Regions from separate parts of the Sus scrofa genome. Here regions 1 and 3 are each linked to region 2. The links are chromatin contacts, called in public Hi-C and HiChIP or PLAC-seq maps. All regions are on one chromosome and are shown on one strand. The core of a region is the stretch at or near the end of the contact, and the rest is flanking DNA. Distances in the headings are between cores, read along the strand shown.

Region 1 (4,617 bases), core at 143-2,642, 68 kb after region 2:
TTGGCCTTCCCAGGAGAGGGCAGGCAGGAGTGGTGTTCTTCCATCTGTGATTTTTGCCTACAAATTCAGAGGGACATTCTGCAAACCTGAGCTTCCAGGAGTATCACCCACCCCCCGGAGCCAGGCAAGGTCCTGGGGCCTGGGTGGCAGTGGACCAGGGCCCAGGCAGCCTCAGGGGAAGAAGGACAGGCTGCAGGGGACACTCCTCTCTTGTCCCCTCATCTCCTCACCTCCTGGAGCCAGCTGGTCCAACGTGCTGCACACATGGGGCTCTTGTGAGATCCAGAGTCCCCACTGGTCACGGGGCAGAGCCTCAGGCCAGTGCCCAGTAGGGAGGAAGCAGGAGGCTGCCTTACCAGCTTCATTTTCCCCCTGAAATAGGTCTTAGCCTGCAGGGTTTAGCCATGTTCCCCAATGCCTGGTGGGCAGCTTCCAGAGAACGTAGCTGGGTGCTGGGCAGCTCTGCCTGGCATCTCTAGGTGGCTCGAGGAGTCACAGGGAACACCTGTAAGTCTTATTTTAATTGTAAAGCAAGTAGGTCTATATTCTTGAGAAGAGTGTAAATTTTGTGAGACTTGTAAAGAACAAAACTCTGGCTCTTTGGCCCTTGAGAGCAGCGGTGGCGCAAGTGCCCTCCTTGGCCACCGGAGGTCAGGCCCCTTGCTCTGCAGGGAGCTGCTCCAGGGACACATGGAAAGAGTGTCCCCCGGCGTGTGTGCCATCTAGAGGGAGGGCCTCCTGGGCTGCCCCCTGTCACCTCGGCGTCCCTGGGGGAACTGTCAACTTGCTCATGTGACATGTGCATTTTTCCCTTTTCACTCTGGGTGTGACGGTTGGTGGGGCCGGAAGGTGGGACCCATGAGGATGTCTCAGTACAGTTTTTCAAAGAGGAAATCACTTTCAAACTTCCTGGCTCTTGTTCAAAACAGCAGTGAGCTCCTGTGGGGGTCACACCCCCACCCGGCTGAGCTCGGGAGACCTGTGACACCACGTGACCCTAGGAGGCAAAAGCCCAAAGCCAGCTCGGGGTCATGGGGTGGGGGTGGGGTCTGTGCTGCCGCTGTCTGCAGGGAAGAGAGAGCCTTCTTTCTGATGGAGAGGTTCTCCAGCTGTGGGCTGGCAAGCACGTGCCCCCACCCCGGCAGTCTAGCTGTGACAAAATTTTGCAAAAGCAAATGAATGCAATGAACAAAACTTACAGGCGACCAGCTGAAACCGATTTAAAAGAACAAACTTTCCAAGCACTTTCAGCAGGCACCGGTTGTTTGCAAACAATGTGCTAAGATGCAGGTGATCCGTTTATCAAAGGAGGCCCACAGCACCCCTCATTAGCAATCCTTGGCTTTGGGTGGCATTGTATTCGTGAATGGTAGGAAGTGACATCTTTCTAGGGTTATTCTAGTAGGGGTTTGGGGTTTTGTATTTCCTGTGCTAGTTCTCCTCTTCTGCACCTACTCTCTCTACCCATCCTCCCCTCTAATCCCCACTCCCTCATCCAGGCAGGAGAGATGGATCCTGGATTGGCATTTCCCAGAGGCCCTGCCCAGGCCATCTGAAAACCATCCCCAGCCAGCCGGGTTCAGGCGGGGACTCCTTGGGTCCTGGCCTCGAAGGTGCCGGGAGGGTGGGATGAGCTGTGTGCATCTGTGCACAGGTGAGCAGGCGCCCTTCCTGCCGTGTTCCTGGGGGGAGGGCCCCCCCCGGGGGGGGCTCTCAGTGTTCAGCACTGCTCAGCAGTAGAAGGAGGTTTCTCACCTACTTGTCCCAGATGTGCCTTTAGTGTCATGTAAGAAGTTTTTAACTTATATTTATTTTGTCGGGTTTTTTTAATTGCACAAAACACTAAGACTGAGAGGCTGGTTCTGTTTCTCCTTTAAAGCTTTGCCTTCTTTCTGAACTTCCTTTCCCGCCCTGTGAAGAGAGCCCGGATGCAGCCCTGGCCACTGTTCTCCCCCCCCCCCCACCTCACCCACCACCATGGACTCTTTCCACCATTAGCTGTATTTAGCTTTGAGTGTCTCTGCGTCCGGTTGGCCTGTGTGTGTGTGTGTGTGTGTGTGTGTGTGTGTGAGAGAGAGAGTAACCCAGGCCCTTGCTTGGGAAGAAGCAGAGGGCACACCCCCGCCAGTGCCTTTTTCTGGAGGAGAGGGCTCTCCTGGCCTCAGCACCCCTCTTCCGGAGACACCTTCGGAGAAAACTGAGCTGTTACAACCCCTCCCCCTCCCCCCCAGTGCCTGTTAACCAGACCGCAGATGCTCTGTACCTTCCTGAATAAAGGCCCTGAGACCATGGTGCTGGGTGCTGGGTGTGGTCCTTCCCATCCCCAGCCCTCAGGGGCTGTCTGGGGTGGGGTTGGGCTGGGGACTCTTTGGAAGCTGGAGGATCCATTGGGGCTATGACAACCCACAGGTGTGGGGGGTCCAATTAAGTAAACTTTTAAATCTGCAAAGTTTCTTTTTTTGTTTTTTTCCTCTTTTTACCCGCACTTGCAGCATCTGGAAGTTCTTAGGGGTCGAATTGGAGCTGTAGCTGCCGGCCTACACCAGAGCCACAGCAGTGTAGGATCCCAGCCGAGTCTGCGACCTACACCACAGCTCATAGCGACGCCGGATCCTTAACCCACTGAGCAAGGCCAGGGATCGAACCCGCATCCTTACAGATATGAGTCAGGTTCGTAACCCGCTGAGCCACAATGGAAACTCCCTACAAAGGATTTAAAACACTCTTCAAACTTCTCTTTTCTACTCTGTCAATGAAAACTTTTACATAGTAGCTCAGGGACGGAGAATATCAACAAAGTGCTCCCCGCACCCCCACCATCCCTGGGGCGCGGGGAGCTGCCAGCAGCCTTCACTTACGGAGCTTTGCTCTGTGCGGGGCAGTGGGTGCTCACGTCTGTGGTCCCCTTTGATCTCTGAGTCAACTCAGTGAATAAGGCTGTATAGTCTACAGATGGGGAAACGTAGGCTTAGGACAAATGACTTGGGAGTTCCCTCTGTGGTCCTAATGGCTAAGGATCTGGCATTGTCTCTGAGGAGGCACAGATTCAATCCCTGGCCTGGTGTAGTGGGTTAACCCATGTTGCCACACCTGTGGCATAGGTCACAGCTGCGGACCCCTGGCCAGGGAACTTCCATATGCTGTGGGTGTTGCCAGCACACACCCAGCGTGACCTGGGTAATAAGTGGGAAGCAGGGATTCTGATCCAGAATTTGCCTGGTTTCAAAATGAATTCTGTCTTCCTCCCTCCCTGGGAAAGCTCTAGAGGGCAGTTTGTATTATCTATGCCACTCATCCTGGGTGCTGAGCACCAGACTTGGCGCATAGCAGCTGCCCAGAGAGAGTTTGCCAAGGAAGATATCTGAGAACAGAGGCCCCTGTGGCACAAAGGATTCACCCCACACTTGCTTTGGGGCCTCTCCCAGCTCTGAATTGCTGGTGGCTTCATTTCCAGAACTCAAGAATTCAGTATCTGGAGGCTGGTGTATCCTTCCTTTATCATTTTGAAAAGTGAGACGAACAAAAGTATCAAGAAAGCCATAGTACCTTTGCACCTTCTGGCCTTCCCGCCTGGCCTGCTCCCCTCAGGTTGTGGTGCAGTAACTGTACTCATTTCAGAGTCTCGCACCTGCGTCTCATCCTGTCCCTGCCCCATCACTGTCTACGCAGATTCACCTGACCTGCTTCCTGCCTTTCCTTCCCTGTCAGCCCAGAGCCCCCGACTGGTCATTGGCACGCACCTCCGGGACGGCCCTGCCAGCCTCTCCAGTGGCCCGGCCCCAGCTGTGGGGGTCAGCGTGGTGGCAGCAGTGGGGCTGTGTGGCTCTGTGACCGTGAGGGCAACACAGGGCGCTGCCGAGTTGCTCTGGTCTGTCTGGGCTGCTGTGTGAGCTAAATTTAATCAGGAGCTTTTCCTGCAAATACCAGCAGGGGAGCCCCCAGTCTCCCCACCCCCGCTTCAGGCCCTTGGCAGTTCTCAACTGAGGGCCCCACCCCCTCACCCAGGAAGCTGGTCACATCAAACTGCTCCCCAGTTCTGCCTGATCTGGGGAAGGGAGAGAGTTTGAAAATAACAGGTCTCCCCAGGGGTTCGCACGGGGTTGACTGGAAAGTTCTCTGCTATCTTGGTAGCAAGGAGGCTGTCTCAGGACCGGGGACCAGCAGGAAAATGCCCTTGAGCCCTTTGGAGAACCAGCGGTAGGGGTGGAAAGGCCTCTGGGGGAGGGACCAGGAGGCCCTGCCTTCCTGGGGCAGCTGTGGCCTGCTCCTAGCCAGGGGCCATCTCCTCCCACATCAGTCACAGCTCCAAGGTCTCCTGGGGAACTTCAGCAGTTTGGGGAGTTGGGTGGCTTCACACAGTGGTTTTTCACCATCTGAGGATCACAGGTACCTGAGATAATCTAGAAAGAGCTATGAACTCTCTTCCCAGAAAAGTGCCACGGACTCCTAGACAGCCCCCAAAGCCCCTTGAAAAATTCCCAGCTGGTATATGGGCCCTGGCTTAAGAATCATTGGCTTGTCATAACCATTCCCAATAATAGGGTTATGGGCATGGGCCCCCCCTCCCCTCACTGCATGGCCTCTTCCCCTCCCTAATCACCCAGCTTTCTGAACAGC
Region 2 (4,452 bases), core at 1,836-4,335:
TTTTCTAATTCCTCAAATGACCTGCCTGAGATGGAGCTGAAAGGAATGACTCGGGACTCAAAGATCTGTTCTCAGGGGTTAGAGGAAAACTCCCAGTATAATTTGGTACCTGCTGGGGAACGGAGGCCCGCAGCTGCCCGGGCCAGCCTGACCTCCTGCCATGGGGCAGAAATGGTCACAGATCCAAGTCTTTCTGGTCGAAGGTTGAAGGTATGCATGCAGATGAGTGCGCACAGCTGCTCCTCGGTCTTTGGATTTGACCCAGAAAGTTGACAGCACTTGGGGCAGGAGGGAAAGAATCAGAATCTTCAAGCCGAATCTGTGTTTCTGGAATCTCCTCCCTCCCTCTGGCCACCAGAAGGTTTCTGTAAAATGTGGGGCAAATGATAAAAGGAATTAGCCCCTAAGTATTTCCCCAAACTCGAGGATGCTTTTGTTGTGTGCGAGAGTGGCTTGAGTGCAGGAAACCTATGGATCTGGTCTACCCTAGTTCTGGGGCTGGCCCTGCTTCCTGCCTCTTCTGGAATTCATCTCTGAACATTTAACACTCCTAACCAAGCATAAGCAGTGCTGTGATTCTTCTTAAAAGCACACAGTTTTGGAGTTCTCTTGTGGTGCAGTGGGTTGGGGATCCTGAGTTGTCATTGCATTGTGGGTTGCTGCAGTGGCACGGGTTTGATCCTTGGCCTGGGAACTTCTGTGTGCCACAGGAGCAGAGGAAAAAAAAAAAAAAAAAAAAGGAGTTCCTGTGTGGCTCAGTTGTAGCAAATCTGACTACTATCCAGGAGGATTCAGGTTTGATCTCTGGCCCCGCTCAGTGGGTTAAGGATCCTGAGTTGCCATGAGCTGTGGTGTAAGTCGCAGATTCGGCTTGGATTCTGAGTTGCTGTGGTGTAGGCTGGCATCTGCAGGTCCAATTCGACTCCTAATCTGGGAACTTCCATATGCTGCACCCGCAGCCCTAAAAATCGAAACAAAAACAAAAACAAAACCCCCACGATTTTGCCAGTAGTTCTCTTTCCCAGTTCTAAGTAAAGGAGCCTACAACTCATCCCAGCTCAAAACTTCAAATGAAGCTGTGCAAAGTCACAGGTTTTCCTGTATCGGCTGCAGAGGCAAAAGCATCTTCCTGACTGGGCATTGCATTGTTGAACGTCCATCACTTACTGTTTAAGTAGCCAGTGATCCCTGAAAAACGCCTGGCTGTAAAGTTGCCAAAACGATGCACTGCTTTGTTTCAAGCCACTGTAAACTTTCTTTCCCCATGTCATTTTTATCTCCAATGCTTTTGTCAAGGTTCTTCTGTTTGTTTCTCCAGAGTGAGAAAATGTTGCATTCCCTGGTAAATCTCCCAGAAAGACACTCTTCATTGTTGCCTGCTCAATGCACTTCTTTCTAACGACTCAGGAAAGAACCTAGACCGGTGTTTCTCCAGTCTCATACATTTTCATCAGCACGCACAAGACTGACACAGGAAATTCTCACACCTTGGACCAGTTATGCTGGCTATTGGGAGGCGGGATGGGGTGGCTAGCCTAAATTATGTAACATTTTTTAAAAAGATAAGTTGTTTTATTACTTTTTGGTCATGCACAATGACATCGGGGATCTAATTTAATAATAGGGATTTCCCATTGTGGCGCAGAGGAAATGAATCCGACTAGTATCCATGAGGATGCAGGTTCTATCCCTGGCCTCACTCAGTGGGTTAAGGATCCAGTGTTGCCATGAGCTGTGGTGTAGGTCGCAGACGCAGCTTGGATTCCACATGGCTGTCTGTGAGGTAGGCCAGCAGCAGCAGCTCCGGTTGGACCCCTAGCCTGGGAACTTCCATAGGCCTCCCGTGCGGGTGCGGCCATAAAAAAAAGCAAAAAAAAAAAAAAAAAATGTAATAGTAATTTGTAACATGTTCTAAGACATGCTAAAAAGATTCTTCTGAACTGCTGGTACTTAGTGTTTATTCTACTCTAAACGCTTAATTTAGCAGTGTCTGCTTTTCATACTCCAGAGCATATTGAATTCAGGCTAAGAATTATCCAAAGTTCTCTGGGCTCTGAACAAATAGGATCAGAGCCTAACCCTCTTAGTGCTTGAGGTCTAGGGAAATACAAGCGTATGTCTGCCGGTTTGGGTTGCAGAATGCTCAGAGATCCTTCACAAGCTGTCTGTGGAGTTGGGCACATGTTTTCTGTAGAACTGAAGGATTTTGATTGTTTCTGCATGTGGGGTGTCGTTGGCTATCAGCCCTTGCACAAAGTTAACTAATGGGGAGACCAAAAGTTGTTGTTGTTGGCGGGGGGGAGGGGTGTCAGAGGGGCGGGGGAAGACAGAAGAGCTGATAATTCAGTCTATGCGGAATGCAGTATACTTGGCGCTATGAAAAACAGGGGCTGCTCAACGAACCAGTAGCATAAATATTAACGGTACAAGCACTTCAGAAAAGTGTTTCTGCCGTGCCCTAAAAACCGATTACAAACTGTTGCTAATTCAATAAATTAGGTCAGCAGATCCACACGTTCTCTTTCGGTTCTCACAAAATTCCTCCAGAAGAGCTACACTACCCATTTTACAAATGCGGAAACCGAGACTTTGATAGATTCTCCTAAGGTCATGGAGCTGGCAAGGAGTGGCGCTGGGATTCCTCCAAAATGGGGTGCAACGGCGCCCCCGGATCTTTCCTTCCTCCTTGGTACTAAGCAAAGGCAGAGAGCATCCCCAACCCCCTCAACCTAGTCGCCGCGGGCCCGCCCCTCCCGGTCACGTGATCGCCGCGGGCGCGCGCCCCGCCGCCGAGCATGCCGGGAGGCGGCGTCCCATCCCTGGCCGCGGGCTTCCGCGCGTGGGCGTGGGGCGTGGGGCGTGGGGCGTGGGCGTGGGCGTGGGGCGTGGGGCGGGGCGCGCGGGGGGCGTCCGCGCCGCGGGGTTGGGACCCGGTACCCCGAGAAACGGCGGGGCGGCCGAGCTCTTCCGAGAGCCGGCTCTCCTCTGACTTCCCCGGCGCGGCGCCCCGGGCGGGAGCGGAGGGCGGAAAGCCCGCCGCCCCGTTGGTTAAGTGTAAACAGCTCGAGTGAGAAATGATGTCAGGCCGGGTCCCCTGGGGGCCCCGTGCAGGCTTCGCTGGTTTCACGGGAAGCTCAGGCCTTCACACCCAGGGGTGCTAGCCCTCGCTTTTTCTCACGCTTGGGCGATAGGACTTTAGGGCCGGTCTCCTTTTTCTAGCCATATTTGCACCGTTTTCCCCTTCACCTACTCAGACGTTCCCATTTTCTTCATAATCACTTTCTCCTACTTAAACATACACACTTAGCCCTTGGCAGGCGAAGTGGAATCTCGGGTCCTCGTTAGACCTCAGTGTTTAAGCTGCTGAAACCCAGGGCACATTTTGGTTTAGATATTTTACTGTTGTGAAAATAAACCACCTCCTGCAGTTACCCAGCTTAGATTTTTCCTGGACGGGGTGAATGTCGATTATCTACTGGAGGGAGAAAAATGTTCAATTAGAAATTCTTCCAATGCCTAGTTTTTTGAGATTGGAAGGAGCTGAGCAAGGAACAGTTATATAGATAAGTACCCAAAAACACTAGGGGCTAAAGAAATGGCTATTTCAGTGCAATGGCTGTTGCTTCTGATGATGGACTGTCCTTAAATTTGCTTTCTGGTTCTTAGCACGGGACCCTGGGTTTCCCTGGCTCCAGGTTTTCCGTTCTTACTCCACTCTAGTCTTAGAGAGGTCTGGGCTGATGAAGTGGGAAGGGGCCGTGTTCATGGATCTGCATTACCAGCTGCCCAGGAGTTGTTCCATGGGGTTTTTTTATAGGCAAATGATTTGAATTACGTCTATACTTCTTTTTTTTTTTTTTGGGGGTCTTTTGTCCTTTTAGGGCCCCGCCTGCAGCATAAATGACGTCTATACTCTTAACTGTGCAAGTGTAGTCCCTCAGCTCCTCTCTCTCCAGGCATAATGCCGTTGTTTTCTGCCTTTTGATTTTTTTATTTTAGTTTTTTTATATTTATTTTTTGTTTCCTGCCTTTTAAACAGAGGTACAGTGAGGTCCTAGGAAGAGCTTAGGCTGCCTGGCAGAAGGTATTTCTTTCTCGGCACCTCTCCATCATGCGATAGGGGAGGAGGGGAAGCCTCAGGTTGGAAAGGGTTGCCCTGCTCAGCAAATATCTGGTGCTGTTTTCTTGTCTCTTTCCGTTCTCTGGTATTTTCTCTGGTCTTAGGCAAGCGTTTCCTGCCTTTTCTGACCCTCTGTGTGTGTTTGTGTGCATGGGTGTTCGAGGAGGAAGGGGGAGGAAGATGTCTGATAAGGGAGCATTTGGTGAGCAGGAAATGGCTATTTGGTACTGGTTGTTCTGGGGAATTGGGGGGGTGTTTATGGCCCTGATGCTGAGAGGTCAGGGAGAAGGATTCGGTTCAGGACAAAGGAGTCTTCCTTGGCATCACACCCA
Region 3 (4,599 bases), core at 1,102-3,601, 86 kb before region 2:
GTTCGAGCTGGCAGTGTGTCTGCAGATCTTCCACCCTCAAAAGTCTGGTGCATTACCCCAGGATTCACACCCAGAAACAAGAGGCTCCACCACAGACCTTTCCTGAGCTCCCTTCTCTATTCTTGGCTTCAGCTCAGATGGCACACGGATGACATTAGGCTAAGTGACATAGTCCCGTGTCCGGTGCCTCCAGCGCCAGCAATCGGCTCTCCAGCCACACCCTTGGCCTTCTCTTCAGGGTCAGCTTTCCAGACAGTGAGTCTCCCCATGAGCCTCTTTTGCAATCTGAATAGGTCGAGAGTTTCCCAAATCATCGAGTCTCCCTTCTTTTTTCCTTAGCGATTCTTCCCTCAACTCACCTGTTACCTCTGGGATTTCCCGATAAACGGCAAGAAGAAACCAGGCTGCAGCTTCTGCACTTTGCTTGGCCTCCGCCACAGCCACAGTCACAGCAACACAGGATCCGAGCCATGCCTCTGACCTACACCACAGCTCACGGCAACGCGGGATCCTTAACCCACTGAGCGAGGCTAGGGATGGAACCCTCATCCTCACGGATACTAGTTGGGCTCTTTACCGCTGAGCCACGGTGGGAACTTCCTGAAGGTGCTTTTTAGATGCGATACCATCTAAACCAGTAGAACCTGAGTGAAGCAGATCACCCTCCATTATGTGAGCAGGGCCTCATTCAATCAGCTGAAGTCTTCATGGGAGCAGACTGGCCTCCCTGGAAGAAGAGGCATTCTGCCAGCAAAAGGCCCTTTGGACTCAAACGGCAACTCTCTCCTGGGTCTCCAGCCTGCCGACCTACCCTGCAGATTTTGGATTCGCCAGCCTCCACAGCTGCATGAGCCTAATTTCCTTAAAAATCTCCATGTTATTTTATACCCACCCCCCCCACGCCCCCACATCCTATTAGTTCTCTTTCTCTGAAGAACCTAATACCTCATACGAGGCAGCATTCACTTTCTAAGAATCAGGGCTTAGATGCCTTTTTTTTTTTTTTTCCCTTTTATTTTAGGGCCGCACCAGGCTTGTGTCGCTTAGCCCATTGTCTTCCAGGTCCATCCATGCTGTAGCAGCACGGGAACTTCCTGAAGGCACTTCCATTCAGAATGCAATCCCTTGTAAAGCTGAATGATATTCCACCATATGAATGATATTCCACCATATGGATACATTGTATCTATGCATTCATCAAAGGACACTTTCAGTTGCTTTTACGGCTTGGGGATGCTGAATAATGCTGCTGAGAACATGGGGGGAGAAATATCTCTTTGAGACCCAGCTTTCAGTTCTTTGGGGTGTGTATCTAGAAGTGGAATTGCTGGATCATATGATACCTCTATGTTCAGTTCTTTTGAGGAGCTACCGTGTTGTTTTCCACAATGTCTGCACCGTTTCACATCCCCGTGACCATTGCTCAAGAGTCCCAATCTCTCCATCCTTTCCAAGACACTTTATCTTCTCTCTCTCTTTTGGCCTGTCTTTCTTTTATAGTAATGGGTGTGAGGTGTTGTGTACTTTTACTTTTCAATCTTTTATTTAAAGCCTGTTGTCTCTAAAAAAAAAAAGTTTGTTTTGTCTTTTTATGGTCACATCTGCAGTACATGGAAGGTCCCAGGCTAGGGGTCGAATCAGAGCTGAACTGCTGGCCTATGCCACCAGGCACACCTGGTCCTTAACCCACCGAGTGAGGCCGGGGATCGAACCCAAATCCTCATGGATAAGAGTTGGGTTCTTAACCCATTGAGCCACAACCGGAACGCCCAGTAGTAGTAGCCTTTTCTTTTCTTTATTTATTTGTATTTTAGCCTTTTCTAGGGCCACTCTCGCAGCATATGGAGGTTTCCAGGCTAGGGGTCTAATCGGAGCTGTAGCCACCGGCGTAAGCCAGAGCCACAGTAATGTGGGATCCGAGCCGTGTCTGCAACCTACACCACAGCTCGCGGCAACGCCAGATCCTTAACCCACCAAGCAAGGCCAGGGATCGAACCCGCAACCTCATGGCTGCTAGTTGGATTCGTTAACTATTGAGCCACGATGGGAACTCCAGTAGTAGTAGCCTCAATCTCAATGAGAAAAAATGAAAATAGTCTCAATTCTGATGATGATGGAAGGTACTTGTTATTCAAACAGTACACATTACAGCAAGGCATCCTGCAATCACAGGGATGTTAGCAAATGCAGGCAGCGCGATTCTTCCTCTATCCGGAAGCAGGGATCTTAGGGAGGTGGTGTTTCCATGGCTGTGTCCCCCCCTTGAGGCTCAGCCTTCAGCCCTGTGGGTCTGGCCCTTAAGCGGGGCTGGGAAGCAGCTTCTCTCCACTGGAGGGCGTCAGCCTCCTTTGTTCGGATCATTCTTTGGTGATCCAGGGAGGCCTCCATTCTTTTCCCTTGGGCTGGGCCACCGGCCTCTATTTTTAAGCGCTCTATGTTGGCCTTGGGCATTCAGGCCTGGAGACCCCACTGCCCAAGAAACAGCATATTCTTTCCAAGACCTTGGCCGAGACCACCCCCCACCCCACACCCCCACTCCCCAGTCAAGTTCCTGCCAGAAAGCCGGCTGTGAGGGCTGGGTAAGGCAGGTCACGTTTCACAGAGCGCTCAAGGGCTTTGGGGGACAGGGGCAGGGAGGTGAGGGGGAGAAAGAATGCCTCGGTCTCCTCATATGTTAAGTTCTCAAAACTAAAGTGAAATTTTAAAAGAAAAATGCATTTATCTACTTTACCCTTCCTCTAGGGTACTTCCTAAAAAATTGAAAACTGCGGGGAGCCCCAGGAAGCCATCCCCTCTGCTTCCTCCCTGGACTTTGTGACTTCCTGGCAGCAGGTGGACATTGTAAACTTTAAGAGTCACCAGTTGAGGAGTTCCTATCGTGGCCCCGCAGAAACGAATCTGACTAGTATCCATGAGGATGCGGGTTCCATCCCTGGCCTGGCTCAGTGGGTCAGTGATCCGGCATTGCCGTGAGCTGTGGTGTAGGTCACAGATGCCATTGCTGTGGCTCTGGCTGTGGTGTAGGCTGTAGCTCAGATTTGACCCCTAGCCTGCGAACTTCCATACGGCAAGGGTGCGGCCCTAAAAAGAAAAAAAAAAGGCAAAAAAAAATAAAGTCACCAGTTAAAAGAGCAGACACCCAGGCCCCACCCTCAGACGTTCCAGCTCAGTAGGTGCAGGGTGTGGCCCAAGAACCTACTTTTTTGGCAAACACCTTATTTGATTCTCAGGCAGAGGATCCTCAAACCACACTTTGAGAACCTTTCCACAGGACAAGGTCCTCTGACGGCAAACACTTGATCTGAGGGTTCTAGGGAAGTGTTATATCCCAAGTGGGAACCGTCGGTGCAGGAATTCCACGCTAATATCTTAATTAATAAAACTAATAAATTCCATGTTCCATTTTAATATCTTAGCTGGAGACCAAGTTCTCTTGGAGAACCCCAAGCCCCTTGGGCAGCCCCCACCTCAGTTCTAACCCCTGCTATGCATGACCTGCCCCCACCACCACTTACTGCTGTTGATCTATGACCCCCCTGGGCCAGGCAGCCTGAATAAATTGCTTTCATTTATTTCATAGCTCTTGCAAGAAACTTTCCCTCTTGGGATAGAAGCCCCCAGTGACCATCTGGCTATGCCTTTTCCTCCCTAATATAGGAGCATCTTTCAACACCAACTCCAAACACACACACACACACACACACGCTGCAGCTCTAAACAGCTGTGACTATTCTGTAAGCACAGCCCAGCAGCCAGACTATAGCTAATTTTTAGGTTTGTCCCTGATGCCTTCTGCTCTGATGGTACTTGGTAAAAGTTGGCATCAACAAGTTTGAGAATCAGTCACCACCCTACCCATGTCTGGGAGAACCGGATTAGGACTGCTGAACAAAAATCCACTTTGGAGAGCTTGTTGAGCAACAAGTGATTGGGAGGGGGACTCTGGCACCTCTTAGTCTGACAGAAGTGGTGTCTTTAGGAGTTCCCTTTGTGGCTCAGTGGTAACAAACCCCATTAGTATCCATGAAGATTAGGGTTCAAGCCCTGGCCTCAATCAGTAGCTTAAGGATCTGACTTCGCAGGGAGCTTTGGTGTAGGATCCAGATGTGGCTCCGATCCGGCATTGCTGTGGCTGTGGTGTAGGCCAGCAGCTGCATCTCCGATTTAACCCCTAGCCTGGAAACTTCCATATGCCTCAGGTGTGGCCCTAAAAAGCAAACAAACAAACAAAATGGTGTCTTTAGGACATAGCAGCACAATGTACCACATCTTTAGGACACATAAGAAGGAACACACCCCCCACACACACACAATGCCTGATTTCCCATTGCCAGCTACTCCAGGCTCCCAGTTTTCAGCACATCCTTGCTTGAATCTCATACTGATTCCTAAGCCTCTGGGTAGTAGTCCTCGGCTGCCTGCACCAGGCATGGTTTTGAGATCTGAGACTAAATCTGTCACCGGTTTGTCATTACCCAGTTCTGAGCCCCCATGTGACTCCAACATCCGAGACAGCCTCTAGGAAGACTGCTCCTGGGCCTGCCTCTGGGAGGCTACCCCACTCCCTCCCCATCGAGCATCTGCTCATAGACACAAATG

What was found. Hi-C and Micro-C count contacts between places; a contact is called where the count stands out from the background. HiChIP or PLAC-seq counts read pairs in DNA pulled down with a chosen protein or histone mark.
Region 1: a contact with region 2 is called in an H3K27ac HiChIP or PLAC-seq map of skeletal muscle. The contact joins two enhancer-like sites. A contact is called at or near these places in 11 of 47 Hi-C or Micro-C datasets (alveolar macrophages, blood, embryonic fibroblasts and 5 more) and 2 of 2 datasets of contacts at active chromatin or transcription factors (alveolar macrophages and skeletal muscle).
Region 3: a contact with region 2 is called in a Hi-C map of subcutaneous adipose tissue, with 2.4 times the contacts expected there. The contact joins two enhancer-like sites. A contact is called at or near these places in 9 of 47 Hi-C or Micro-C datasets (alveolar macrophages, blood, embryonic fibroblasts and 4 more) and 2 of 2 datasets of contacts at active chromatin or transcription factors (alveolar macrophages and skeletal muscle).

Annotation. Positions count from the first base shown.
Region 1 is chr10:14,360,711-14,365,327 of Sscrofa11.1, reverse strand. It overlaps ITPKB (inositol-trisphosphate 3-kinase B), which reads left to right. Exons shown (of 10, transcript XM_021064414.1): 10 at 1-2,445. Among named protein-coding and RNA genes, the nearest start is that of STUM, 68 kb to the right of the region's middle. Within about 2 kb of position 1,392, at least 10 of the 83 cell types and tissues checked have an H3K27ac peak or open chromatin away from gene starts, as enhancers often do.
Region 2 is chr10:14,430,869-14,435,320 of Sscrofa11.1, reverse strand. The region is part of intron 3 of ITPKB (inositol-trisphosphate 3-kinase B); the gene reads left to right. Among named protein-coding and RNA genes, the nearest start is that of ITPKB, 36 kb to the left of the region's middle. Within about 2 kb of position 3,085, at least 69 of the 83 cell types and tissues checked have an H3K27ac peak or open chromatin away from gene starts, as enhancers often do. A contact at or near this core is called in skeletal muscle and subcutaneous adipose tissue, where this site is marked.
Region 3 is chr10:14,516,018-14,520,616 of Sscrofa11.1, reverse strand. No RefSeq gene overlaps it. Among named protein-coding and RNA genes, the nearest start is that of PSEN2, 26 kb to the left of the region's middle. Within about 2 kb of position 2,351, at least 17 of the 83 cell types and tissues checked have an H3K27ac peak or open chromatin away from gene starts, as enhancers often do. A contact at or near this core is called in skeletal muscle and subcutaneous adipose tissue, where this site is marked.